Regions from separate parts of the Sus scrofa genome. Here region 1 is linked to region 2. The links are chromatin contacts, called in public Hi-C maps. All regions are on one chromosome and are shown on one strand. Each heading gives the region's core, a stretch centred on a gene start, on an enhancer-like site or on the middle of the called end of the contact. The rest is flanking DNA. Distances are from core to core; before and after follow the strand shown. Region 1 holds the start of FGF1 (fibroblast growth factor 1). Region 2 overlaps FGF1 (fibroblast growth factor 1).

Region 1 (7,031 bases), core at 1,134-3,633, 49 kb before region 2:
ACAACCCCAGTCGCAGCAACCAAAATTGTCTCCAGAAACTGCCAAATGTCTTCTGGGGAAAGGGGGTTCCCACTGATGTATAATACGGACTGTATTTGTGCAAAGGCAAAGGGCCTTTCTAAAAACAACCGATGCTGCAAAGATTGATCCTGCTTTTTCCCCGCCCTGCCCCATTAAAATGGCCTTTCTTCCTGGGTCTCCACAGTCCTTTCAAACAGATAAGGAGGTACCTTTTTCAAGGTTAAGACCTCATTCCTGACCTCCCCACAGTGTGTTGGGTCAGCCCAAGACAATGCCTGACACATAGAAACTCAGTGGGTGTTGGTTGGATATATGGATGGATGCATGGATGGATGGATGGATGGATAAGAGCCGATGATCAGTCAACAAGAGGCACTCCAGGAGCAAGAGTCTTTGCCCCTCCTGAACCTTCTAAAACCATTTTGAAAAATAATGTTACTCATACTCGCATTTAAAAATTGATCTTAAATATTCACTCCAAAGTTCACATAGATTCAAGATAATAGCTTCCCATATACTGTAAATATTGGAAATAAAAAATTAAGCTGTGGCATCATTCTTTAAATGTATCTACTAATCTGTTACTCTTATTACCTTTTCTTTCTTTCTTCTTCTTTTTTTTTTAGGGCCTCACCCACAGCATATGGAGGTTCCCAGGCTAGGTGTCGAATCAGAGCTGTAGCTGCCGGCCTGCACCACAGCCACAACAACGTGGGATCCGAGCTGCATCTGCGACCTACACCACAGCTGACAGCAACGTCAGATCCTTAAGCCACTGAGTGAGGCCAGGGATCGAACCTGCGTCCTTGTGGATGCTGGTCAGATTTGTTTCTGTTGTGCCATGAGAGGAACTCCCATCATTACTGCCTCTAATATCCTCTACAGTTTGCTTTCACAGTGCTCTCCCTCAAATTCAAGGGACAGAAGAGACAAAGTTGTTAAATAAAAACTGCCTTAGTTATTGAGGGAAGCTGAATTCAATTATTAAAGGAAGCTTCCAGTTTGAGAATGTGAACTTAGAGGTTTCTATATTTGAGGCAAAGGTTCCTTAGGTTTGTGAAGAGTGAGGGGGATGCTTTCCAGTAGGGGAAGGATTATTAGGAACACAGGCATGTTCTCAGGCAAGCCAGTTTTATGAAAAAGTACCTAAAGAAACGGGGAACCTGGAAAGTGGTTCTCTAAAAATAACCCCCCCCACCCCGGGTGCCCATTGGAAAGTCTTGAAAACCACCATCCTGGGGCGAATCATGCTAGTGGCCAGCAGAGGGCAGTGTTGGACAAGCTGTTAGGCTCCATCTCCCTGGCTCCTCCCCAGGGCAGTAGACAGAAAGGGCAATTTCCCCTGGAGGCAGTGGCGAGCCCAGCCTGGGCGGCCCAGCCCAGTCTTCTCTGGTGTGTGTGTTTGCACAGTGAATTATTCATAGGAAACTGGCTTCATGGAGACTGGAGGCCAGAGACTCTCCATCCTGTACCAAGAATCAGGGCCTGGGACTGGACACAGATGAAAACCCTTATTCTTTTTCCCCTTCAAGAAACTGTGTTTGGGGGAAGAAATTGAAGAGTGACGTCATGGGTATGAATCAACCATGGACGTTTTTGTTTTTCTTCTTAAAGAAATGAAAACAACAGTGAAGTCTCAATAATTTATAGCTTCAGGAGACAGGGAGCAAAGTGGCAGCAAGCTGCCGCTCTGCGAGCTCACCCTCCCTGGCCTCTGCCCCTCTGGCAGAGCTGTCAGGGCTCTAGAAACAACCATGCTGATGGCGCGAAGAGGAGGATGGGCAGGTGGCATTTTGTCAGGCAGGAGGGCTTCCCAGCTTCCCAGGCAGGTCTGGAGAGGAAGGATCAGAGGTGAAAATCCAAGTTCCTTAAATATTTAAAGTTTTACAAGCTTAGGAGTTAAAAGCAGAAACAGCCAGGGGAAACAGCCAGCATCTCTGTGATTCAGGGTTCGAGCCTGACTCGTCACATGCTCACACCCCCCGCCCGAGGTTGCTAAGAGGGGCTCTTATGTCTGCAGCCAGAAGTGTGTTGACGGTAGGAATGCAGTACAAAGCAGTGACTTTGCTCATGACACATATCCTTCCTGAATCCTCAAAGGGTGGGGATGAGCTGGTGGAAATAAAGTTAGGAATCTGAACTAGCTGCTCGGATATACTAAAAGTGACCTGGGGAGAAAGACCCTCTGGCTGCCCTTCCGCCTTGCACAGGGAAAGGTAACCGGGCCGGTTCCAAAAGTGGCTCGGAGACAGCTTGGATGGGACATCTGTCCTTTCATCTGGCATCTATCCAGCCCCCAAATAGCTTCTGTGTTTGGTCCAAAAATAAAATCACATGAGAGGGGGGAGAAATAAATGCACAAGGACTTGCCCTTGGACTTTCTGTGAGTGCCCCAGCCACCCTGGTCAGGGCCCTGGGAGCGTGGCCTCACCATACACTCCCCTGCCTCCCTCTCGGGGCTCCCCAAGGCTGGGGAACCAACGACCTGGATCAGGGCGGGCGTGGGCTGCCGTCTGCAGGCAGCCCCTTCTCTGGGGCCCCCTCGAGCCCCAGTCACAGCAGTGAGGGAGCGGGAGAGAGAGGACCGCAGACCCAGCCGCCCGCACTCCAGGGAAAAAGGGCATCGCCTCCTTTGGTGAAGGACACTCCCTGCTGATGGAGGATGGGAAATCCCTTCCTCCTGCCGCAGCCCAGCTGGCCTGCAGTGGACCTGCTAGGACAGTGTGGACCTTGTAGGCTGTCGCAGCTGCCGTCGCCCCAGAGAGAAAGCGCCCCAGAGCCAAAGCTCCAAGGTGAGTGCGCCTGTTTCTCCAGGGGGCTCAGATTGCGGTGGACGTTCTGCCTGGCTTCAGGCTTATGCTCAGCATGCATGCTCTCCACACGCCCCTTCTCCCTCTTCTCCTCCCTGATCTGAGTCCGTGGCGGGGGTGAGTCTATGTGATGGATGCTGGGGTAAAACATTCCTGCACTCTCCTCTCTCACTCGGAGGCCAGCCTGCTTCCAGAAAGAACTGGGTGAGTCTAATGCTTAGCAGGGAAGCAGGAAGGGGTTCCTACCAAGTGAATTATCTTTGCTGAGATCCAAGAAGACATTTCTCCGAAGAACCATTAGACAGATTCCATTACAGTCACGTTAATGTCTAGCTTTGAAAAGCTCTGCCTCAAATAGGAAATAAACAAAAGGATGCCAGCTGAACCCTTGTCATTGGGCAAAAAGGAGAAAATGCAAATGTGGTCTGCAGAGCTTCCTCCCCCGCCTCTTACCCTATCTCTTCCTGATGTCTTGGAACCCTGCAAAATATTCTTAACAGATCCAAGAATTCATTTCTTTGGTTGTGAACAAGAAGGAATACATCAAGGGTTTGGGAAGAACTGCTCTGAAAGCAGAGCCCAGGGACAAAGAAGAAGGGAGAAATTTTGTGGAGCCATGGTTTCTTCCTTCTCTAGTCTCTGCCTCCCAAGCCTGGGACAGGTGCCTGCACCGCTTCTGGGATACGGGCTAAAGTCTCCATCACTTGGGCACATGCACTGTTTTTCCGAGACACGCACCGCCCCTCACTAGGGACCACAAATAGCTATGCTGAGGGTAAACCAATAAAATGTTGGTAGGAACAAGGTACCTCCTTGACTATGTCAAGATTCTTTTAGGGACAATGGACTGAAATCCAGTTGGAAGAGACTTAGGCAACTGGCAAGGCCAGGGGTTTGGGAAGGTGGGGTCCAGGTGCCTAGGCAATGGCACCCTGAATCTGTCTCTCTGCATTTGTTGGCTCTGTGTCCCTGCGTCATTCTGTTCCCCGGGAGGCTCACCTATCCTGGGGGCAGGGTGGCGGCCAGCCGCTCCAGGCTGCACCCTGGGGGCACAGCCCCCCTTCAAGAACGGTGCTCCCCTTCCCTGCAGTTCTAGCTAGACTCTCAGGGTCACGTTTCACAGAGCCAGTGTGGGTACTGCACCCAGCCCTGCCATGGGGTCTGGTCATCTCCACCCCAAAGCACATGCCCTGAGAGTGATGACGGGCGGGGGTCCCCAAAGACAATCGAGGGGGCTGGCTGCAGGACTGCCGAGGTCCCTGCTTACCATTTTCTGCTGCGTTTTTGGTGGGCTGTCTGGATGAAGAGCCAAAACTCCTCCAACATAACTCCTCCTCCTTCCTCCCTCTTTCCGTCCACAAAAATGTCTTAGTGACAGAAAGTCTCATAGGGCACGTGACTGTCTACTGAACAGGTGCCTGGCAGACCCCATGGCCTGTCTTTCCTAGGGACCCTGAGAGTGGGAAAGACACCAGAAGGTTTGTCTCTGGCTCAGTCCCCAGACTGCTCCCCATGCCTACACCCACCGGGCCCCCCCCCCCGCCCGTGCTCCCATGGGTGTCCCCTTTCCCTCCCGCCCCTGCCCGCTGCTGTCTCCCTCTGCTCTGTGATGTGAACCCTCCAGCCTTTATGGGCTGGACTCCTCTGGCCCCTCCAGTCTCTCCTGCCCTCTCCACTCCTGAACCCGGACAGCCCTGCCCCCAGCACCACAGTTCCCTCTGATGCCTTGTTGCCCTCCCAACCTGAATTTTACATTCCTGGGGACAATGAAGTTCCATCCCCAGCCCTCTCTGTGGCATCTGATACATGTCAGGGGTTCCCAACCACTTAAAAAAAATCAGCCTCCCTAAATAGCTTAGAGAGGATGGCTGGAGTATGTGAGATCCTGAATTCTGATTTTATAAGTGACATAATAACCATGACAGGGAGTTCCCCTTGGGGCTCAGTGGTAACAAATCCAACCAGGATCCATGAGGACGCAGGTTTGATCCCTGGCCTCGCTCAGTGGGTTAAGGATCTGGCGGTGCTGTGAGCTGTGGTGTAGGTCACGGACACAGCTTGGATCTGGTGTGGCTGTGGCTATGATGTAGGCTGGTGGCTACAGCTGCAATCTGACCCCTAGCCTGGGAGCCTCCATAGGCCATGACTGTCACCCTAAAAAGCAAAAAAAAAAAAAAAAAAAAAAGAAAAGAAAAAAAAGAATAACCATGAAAGACAGGCATTAATGGAGCTCCGAATGTATGCTGGGAGGTAAATACTGCTATTATCCCATTTAATAGATGGGGACACTGAGCCTCAGAGAGCTTAGCCACCTGTCCTGGATCACACAGCTAGTAAGTGGTGGCCTGGGGACAGGAACCCAGGCATGCCTTCCATTGCCCTTCCTATTAAATCCCTCAATTACGCACTTAGCAATGGCTCTTTCTACAGCCTGATTTTATTTTATTTTTTAACTTTTTGGTGGTTCTTTTTTTTTTTTTTCTTTTTAGGGCCACACTTGTGGCATACGGAGGTTCCCAGGCTAGGGGTCTAATCGAAGCTACAGCTGCCAACCTACGCCACAGCCACAGCAACTTGGGATCTGAGCCGCCTCTTCAACCTACACCTCAGCTCAAGGCAACGCCAGATCCTTAACCCATTGTGCAAGGCCAGGGATTGAACAACCGCAACCTCATGGTTCCTAGTCGGATTCGTTAACCACTGCGCCACAACGGGAACTCCCTGGTGGTTCTTTTTTTAGGTTTAATAAATATGAGTTCTAATTTCCTACATATACATACCCACAGAGAGGAAGAAATGGCATTAAAAAATAAGTAAAACTCCCACCTAATTGTAATATATCAAGTGTGTTTCAAATCAATCATCTTTAAAAGCACATTTTATAAAATATCTCCAGTAAGTTGACCATACATTCCTATCATGTGTTTCTGATTTGCTGCTGAGAGACGTGAACCACACAATAGAAAGGCAGCAAAGATAATCAATTGCTCCTCAACTCTAACACCTAAAGTTAAAAAAGTTGGGTGAATGACACAAAGTATGAAAATTTCCGTAAATATTTGCCCATAGCCAGAAAATATTCAGGTTTGGTCTATTCCGCTGCCTGATTTTAAAGAGCAAGGGGCACAGGTCAGAGAGCTTGAGGAGTTCAGTATTTTCAGCCCCTCTTCTGCCACCCTGGCTCTCAGTGCCTCTGTGGGGGGGGGGGTTGTTATTAGACTGTACCCAGGGGTCAGGGGTCACACCCCTACTCCAGAGCCAAAGAGAAGGTCAGGGACATGGGGATTTCCCAAAAGGAGGTACCTCTGGGGCTCTGCAGAGAGCGAGGTGTTTTTTGATTAAATGACGGCTCTAATTAGAGTGGTCTTGGGGGAAACATTAGCTGGAGGGTGGGCTTGAGAATTTAAGCTTTGCCCACCCGGCTGTCCGTCTCTAGGCATGGCCCCTGAACAGGTGACCAGGCAGGGACCCCCCTCAGAGGGCAGCTTGCAGGATTTGGAAAGCAACCAAATCAGATCTCAAAGGAAATTCACATCTTAAGCAAATGGCATTTTTTATACCGTCTGTGCCTCCACATCCAGCCACTGTCCTCTTGGTTGATGCTATTACCTGCGGGACACCTTGGTCTGAGGGTATCTGTCACCTGGGGAGCCCCTGATCTGAGGGTATCTTGTTTCTCTGACGCACATGAACCTACTCCTCTGGGTGAACATCTCAGGAGCAGATCCCATGGGGTTTATGTCCCGAATCCTCACAATATCCCTGAGAAGAGTCAGAGCTCTGGGGTCCTCTGGGGTCCTCACAGCGGAGGCACAGTGACACGGAGTCACATCCCAGGCAACACAGAAGCCTGGAGAGGCCCAGACTTAGGACAGAGGAGCTCTCAGATCTTGCAGAACCCAGCCTACTGGCTTCCTCATGAGGTCGTGATAGAACACAACTGAAACCCCAAGGATTACGTAGGCTAAGTAAAATGCTTGGTGTAAATCTTTAAAAGAAAAAGTACCACTGGACCCAAGAGAACTGAAAAATGTATGCTCACACAAAAACCTGTACATAACACAAATGTTCACAGCACTGTCATCCATGACGGCCGAATTGAGGAAGCAAGGCTGAGGTCCGTTCATCGATGAATGAATAAAATGTGGCATCAATTGGATTATTGCTCAGCAAGGAAAAGCAATGATGTTCTGGTACACC
Region 2 (6,583 bases), core at 2,736-5,235:
TGAGAGGACAGCGTTCTTGCCCTCTTTTCAGAGGTCTTTCCAAGTGTCACTGCCTTTTCCTTTAACTTGGGAAACACCCGCCATGTATTTTCACCACCTCCATCCCACTCTCCGGCGGTCATCATTTTTTTCAGGTTCCCATCTCTGTATCCACACAAACACACATAATTTTAAAAGCCAGGTATGGACTCATCCCACACATGCTGTCCTAGGGCTTTCTTCCCCACCTCATCGACGTACATGTGTGTCTAGCGCTCTTTTTTATAGCTGCCTGCATTGTGCATGCCTGCATAATTGATCACTGCGTTATTGAAGCAGGATGGTTTCCAAGTCCTTGCTACGGTAGCGAGTGCCGCTGTGAACCCCTCAGACACCGGGGGGCGTCCTTCCCTCCACAAGACGACTTACCGGTCACAGAGTCTGCACTGTGCGCCGTTTCCTTGAAGTTCTTGTTGAATTTATCTGCTGTTCCCTCAGGACCTGGGGATGAAAAATGCAGGGAAAAAGGTGTCTTTCCAAGGAGGCTAATACACTGAGAATGAGGCTTGCATGGATCCCAATCTGATGACTGCACAGCTTTCTTGTCAACGGTGATGCAGAGGGTGGGGCGGGGCTATACACAGGTGACTGATTCTTCAACCTCATAAATAAGAACAAACACAAATAGCTCTCAGCGAGAAAAAAGAGCCGTCTCCTCTCCTTGGTGTAAACATCCATCTCTTAGGACTAGCATCAATATTTGAAGAAACACGGATTCCTGGGGGCCCACTGAAATATGTGAAAAGAGCCACAATGCTGGAAATTTGTTGGCAGATTTCAGGGAGACCAAAGGTCGAAGGCCATTAAAAAAATTTTTTTAACATATTTATGTGCCTGGGATTTGGTATTGAATCTGGGAAATCATCAGTGTAATTATATTTGCAGGAGATCATCCTTTGGCACAGAGGAAGGAAAACCCGCTCTCACTGCTGCAGAGACACACAAAAACACGCAGGGCAAACAAAGGTGAAATGTAAACAGTCTCTTTCAGGGACCCTGATTTCTGCGCCAAGGTCGGCACACTTAGCTCAGGGCGCCCTCTTCTGGACTCAGGCTCCATTGCACCAGCCTGGGCCCAGCCCACCAAAGGCAGGACGCATATGATTTTCTGTTTGGAAAATTGCTCTAGTTCTAACTTCAATACATCTTTGAGTTTCTTCTGCCTTAGCCACTGAAACCCCAAGATGTTCTTTTTCAATATTTGTGTTATATTTTCAGGGGGCACAGGAGTCGGTCTCCTCTTTAAAAAGGATTCCTTGGTGACTCTTTAAAAAAAAAAAGCAAAAACAAAAACCCTTCTGAGATCTGAGTTAAGCCAGTGGGACTCCATGTAAGTTTGCTAACTGTCGGGAATAAGTTCCTAAGTTTGGTTGAGTGGGAACTAGGTCGAGAAGCCCAAGGAGAACGGCAGTCAGTTGTATGTGTCCAGAGCCAAAGCATTTGCTCAAACTGGGTTTGAGACTGTGGGTTTCTGCCCCACTTGAGAAAGTTGTCAGAACCTTAGGTCAGCCTCCTGTCTCCTCTAGTCCTCTGACAAATACTGCTGGGCAGCTATTACGCACCAGCAATGTTCACAGCGGGGGACAAGGGGACAAGAGGGTCCCTTTAATCCCTCATGTGTGATAACCAGGAGGTGTTTTTATTGCAAAATACTTGAAAAAGCTCTAAGCATCATAATGAGTTACTGGAGCCTCAATAACGTTCTTTCTAATTACCTGTAATCGTTCCTGTGCTCCTATTATTCAATTGAACTAGGTTAATCCTCTCAACTCAGAAATGGCTTCTTTCTAACTTCTTAAAAGGGGCTATTCAACCCTCCAAGGCACATAATCATCATGTTAGGATCAGAAGGAGGAGGCAGGATGAAAGAAAATAGCTTTTCTGCAAAACGGCCCGTTTTCCTTGGAGCCGGGGTGGGCAGAGCCGAGACCGGGCCCTGTTTGCATGTGGGAGCCTGCAGTTACCTGGCACGTCCTCCAGAAACCCTGCCAGGTCAACCCCAGGCCCCTAACCACCCCCGCTCGCCCCATCCTGCTCATCCATCTTCTGGTTGGAGGAGAAGCACCCTACCCCCTCTCTCTCTCATTCAAGGAAGCCCTTAGGCCCATTTGCCAAACTGAGGGACATCGGGTCCTGGAAAGGACTAGCCCCAAAGAGGATGCTTCCTCGCAACCAGACCACAACATCACGGGGCCGAAGACGGCACCCAGAACACTGGGGAGGGAGGCAGGCGAGGCCGCCCGGGAAGATAAGGAAATGACGCAAGGCCAGGGGTTGGCAGAGCCAAATCCCACAGCCTCCAGTGGGATTCCGTGGGTGATTTATGCTCTGACTTTTACTAAACTTCAGATGAACCTCGCAGAGGCAGACACCCTTCTGTCCTCACTTCAGTAGGATTTATAACCGTAACACGATGCTGCTTTAAGAAAGTTACGGATCTAGTTTCTAGCATGCTATCCCAATTATAAGAGACCTTGGCTTTTTAAAAAAGCTAACCTTCTCTCTAAAATCACTCCAGGGAGCTCCTGGTGTGGCACAGCAGAAACGAAGCCAACCAGTGTCCATGAGGACGGGGGTTCAATCCCTGCCCTTGCTTAGTTGAGTTCAGAACCCAGCTAGTATCCATGAAGATCCCTGGCCTCGCTCAGTGGGTTAAGGATCCGGTGTTGCCATGAACTGTGGTGTAGGTTGCAGATGTGGTTCGGATCTGGTGTTGCTGTGGCTGTGGTGTAGGTTGGCAGTTGTAGCTTGGTGTTGACCTCTAGCCTGGGGACCTCCACAGGTTGCAGGTGCAGCCCTAAAAAGCAAAATAAATAAATAAATAAATAAAATATCTTGCGGGCTTGCTCCATCAGATGTGCTGAACTTTCCTGTGCTGTTTCTCAAGTTACCCTGTTCAATTAAATCCAGTTCATTCAGTTCAACTCACCAAATATTGACTGAGGCGAGCACTGTGTTCACAAAAGACCCAGACGTGGCCCTCAGGAAACTCACAGACCAAGAGACGAGACAGATGAATAAACAAGCTGTGTCAGTCCAGCACGGGGAGTGCTGCGATAATTGTGTACAAGGCAGCACTCGCAGGCCTCTGCTCTCATAGATTTATGGTCTGGAGGGAGGGCCAGACAGTAATCGGAAAATTGCACAAAGAAAAGCAGAGTGCAAACTTTGACCGAGGCCATGACGAGAGGCAGGCAGCACATGACAGGTTACATGGAACCTGTGGTCAGGGATGTTGAATAGGGCAGCCCTGAAGAAGGGGCAGTTGAAATGTGAAGGATGGTTCGGGGAGCGTTAGCTGTAGAGTGGAGGCCACTGTGGCCCAGGCCAAGGGAAAGCTTGTGCAAAGGAACTGTGGCCAGAGATCTCACAGTGCACTCGGGGGCCCAAACCAAAGCTGCTGTGGCCAGAACACAGGGCTGGAGCGCGGTGGTGGGGTGGCTGGGCCAGAGAGTCAGCAGGGCTGGATCTCATGCAGCCCCTGGTCAGCCATGGCCTTCACTTCTGGGTGCTCATTTCTTCATCCATGTAAAGGGGATCAGAGTGCACCCACTTGGCAGGAATAAGTTTCTAGCCCTCTTCGCACCTCGAGGAAGCCTGTATCAGCTGCTACTGGAAAGCTGGAATTCTCAGGCTCACCGTCTCACCAGGATGCACCTGCTGGCCCAGGTCAGACAGTTCTTTTCACACTGCTATGTGGGCACAGTTCCAGAGAGGTCTCAGAGGCCACAGAACATCAGCATCAGCTCCTGTAAGGGACACCGCTGGCCCTCTGGAGACATCTGAATGCGTGACTGGCTGGGCTGCTGACCACAGGGCTCAAAAACAACCACCAAGAGTTTATCCCCAAGGACCCAGAAAAAAACGAGACAGAGGAAGGAGCGCAGTGCCTCCCAGAGAAGGCTGTGTCTATAAATGGAAAGTGACACGGAGTGAAAACAAATCTTACTTGATGTGAAGCCATTTTTGACTCTGTCTGGAAATCCAGAGCAGAAGGAAGTGGAGGGGACAGGGAGACGGCTGGCATGCACCCGCGTGTGCTGTGACAGCGTGATGATGAGGGGCTGCGGCCGGCGGCCCAGGCACCCACACCTGGGCCAGACACTGGGCAGAATCCCAGGCTGCAGACGTTGGCCCCTGGGCTGAGGTGGGGAGGCGGGGAGCGGGGCGGGATGGGCAACATGCAAGGAGCTTCGGAGGAGTAGGGAGAGCAGGGCTGGGCTCCTGGACACCTGTTTCCTAAAACGGATTGTCCCAGCGTGGGAAGGGATGACCAAGCCACGAAGTGCCCAAGAAGCATCGGCTTAAAAAGCCATTAGCGCTCTCTTCAGGGCAAACATGACGTTTCAGCCCAGGCCTGTGACCCCTGGGCAATGGGCACTAGGGAATTTCCAGCATCCCAGGGCTCTGTCTGCCTCGTTAGGAAAAAACTGCACCCTGACCGTCTTAGTGGCTCTGCTTCAAAACTACTAACAAGAGGTGGCGGTGGGTAACGGGTTTTCACTATGTGCCAAACGCTGTTAAGAACTTGCCTGGAGTTCCTGCTGTGGTGCAGTGGGTGAAAGATCTGGCATTGCAGCAGCTGTGGTGTAGGTCACAGCTGTGGCTAAGAGTCAATCGCTGGCCTGAGAACTTCCACGTGCCATGGTAAAGCCAAAAAAAAGAAAAAAAAAAAAAGAAGAACTTTCCCAGGAGAATACAGCATCCATAATAACACCTGCACTCAGCATGTCTGGGTTGGAATCACAGGCCAATCCTTTGCTGGATCTCTGGCCTTGAGCAATCAGTTAACCTCCCTGGACTTCACTTTCCTCATCTGTAAAATGGGAGTGTTCAGAGTACCTAGGTCACGGGGTTCCAGAAGGACACATGAGGGAAGTGAGAGGCAGTTAGCAGGGAGCCTGGAGCCTCCATGCTATCATCACCGTGAACTCCCCTCATCTGTGCTACCCATCACCCCATATTACAGCCTGGGAAACCAGGGCTAAAAAACAGTTGTGCACCTGCGTGATGGAATATTACTCAGAGCTACAAAGAAATGAGGCATCACGCCATGAAAAGACATGCAGGAGCTTTAAATGCACGTGGCTAGAGAAAGAAGCCAACCTGAAAGAGCTACATAGGCTATGATCCAACTACAGGACATTGTGGACAACTGTGGAGGCAGTAAAAAGATCAGTGGTTGCCGGGGTTTCAGGGAGGGGAAGGTGGGGAAGAATTTTTAGGAGAGTGAAAACTGTGCCGTGACAATGGTGGACACATGTCATTTATCCAACCCCACAGCGTGTATGCCACCAAGAGTAGCTCCCAATGTGGACGGTGGGTTCTGGGCGATTAGTACGTGTCAGTGTAGGTCAACCAGCTGTAACAGAGGCACCTGTCTCATGGGGATGCTGATGATGGGAGAGGCTCTCCTTGGGCGCGGGAGGGGGACATGGGAAACCGATGTACCTTCCTCTTAAAACTGCTGTGACCCTATCTCTCAGGAGGCGGAGCTTGGCTTTATCTGAGCTCAGAGCCAGGGGTCTCACCCTCTTTCCTTGGCCAGGGTGGAAGATGTGGGCTCCTGTGGGCTGAGGCGGGGCACAGGGAGGAAGCAGGTTGCAGCTCAGGGGGGGACGCTGGGCACCTCTGGGTTACCTTCTGGGTCCCTCAGTCTCCAGGTGGGATCCCCTTGAGCCAGGAGCCCCACCCCAAGGTTCACAGGAGGGAGGGGGACATGCTGTGTTTCTGCCTCCCCCACCCTTATGCGCGCTTGGCTGGGGGAGGGGGAGAACTTGGGCGTGTGCATGTGTTAAGCTCTGTGTTTATACTTAGGGTGTAAAATGTTTACCCTCTGACTGAGCCGCCTCCTCTCCCAACACGGGAACCCCCTACTCCGCACTCCAGCACATTTCTGGAACCTGCACCCTGTGGAGCTGCTTACAGGTGTTGATCATATTTTTCCATGAGAATAACAGGCGACTGAGGGCTAGACAGTTAAGATCTCTGTCTGTCCTGAGATATTAAAGCCCTTCCAGTTGCCATCAACCGCTGTTAAGAGTCTCCAATAATGACGCTATGAGCCACACTATAAAATAGAGGTGTTGGCTCTAAGGAGGCATCACAGCCATGAGCGTCGTTCTCACCCCCACGTCATCATTTATCAGCCATGAAAGAAGTTCCAAGTTCTGGGTTAAGCAGGGTATGTGCCTTAAGTCACGTGATCGTCACCATTTTGTGGTTGGGGAGACTGAAGCTCAGAGAGGTTAGGCGACTTCTCAAAGGGCACACAGCACTACGTAAGTAGTGGACTCCACGAACTCTTTTTAGTTGCCGTATCACCTTTGGCAGCCTTTGGAACCCTTTGCATGTATCATCGTGATGAATCCCTGGATTCCCTTCTACATCAAGCCCTCGCACAGTGCATGGCATGCAGGAGCTGTCAATCAAGGTCACTCTCCTACCCTCCCCATGTACACCCATCCTCCACCATCTATCTGTCCCCACCTCCCCACCTCTCAGAAGAACCACCTGTGCTCCCCAAACCAGAGAACTGCCTAAG

The links. A called contact is a pair of places that touch in the nucleus more often than the background predicts.
Region 1: a contact with region 2 is called in a Hi-C map of skeletal muscle, with 8 times the contacts expected there. The contact joins the promoter of FGF1 here to the enhancer-like site in region 2. A contact is called at or near these places in 3 of 5 promoter capture datasets (fetal liver, fetal skeletal muscle and liver), 20 of 47 Hi-C or Micro-C datasets (alveolar macrophages, brain, embryonic fibroblasts and 13 more) and 1 of 2 datasets of contacts at active chromatin or transcription factors (skeletal muscle).

The regions. Positions count from the first base shown.
Region 1 is chr2:144,236,697-144,243,727 of Sscrofa11.1, reverse strand. FGF1 (fibroblast growth factor 1) reads left to right here and starts at 2,383. Exons shown (of 6, transcript XR_002341962.1): 1 at 2,383-2,813.
Region 2 is chr2:144,189,458-144,196,040 of Sscrofa11.1, reverse strand. All of the region lies in intron 2 of FGF1 (fibroblast growth factor 1), which reads left to right. Among named protein-coding and RNA genes, the nearest start is that of FGF1, 49 kb to the left of the region's middle. Within about 2 kb of position 3,985, at least 18 of the 83 cell types and tissues checked have an H3K27ac peak or open chromatin away from gene starts, as enhancers often do. A contact at or near this core is called in mesenteric adipose tissue, omental adipose tissue, skeletal muscle and 1 more, where this site is marked.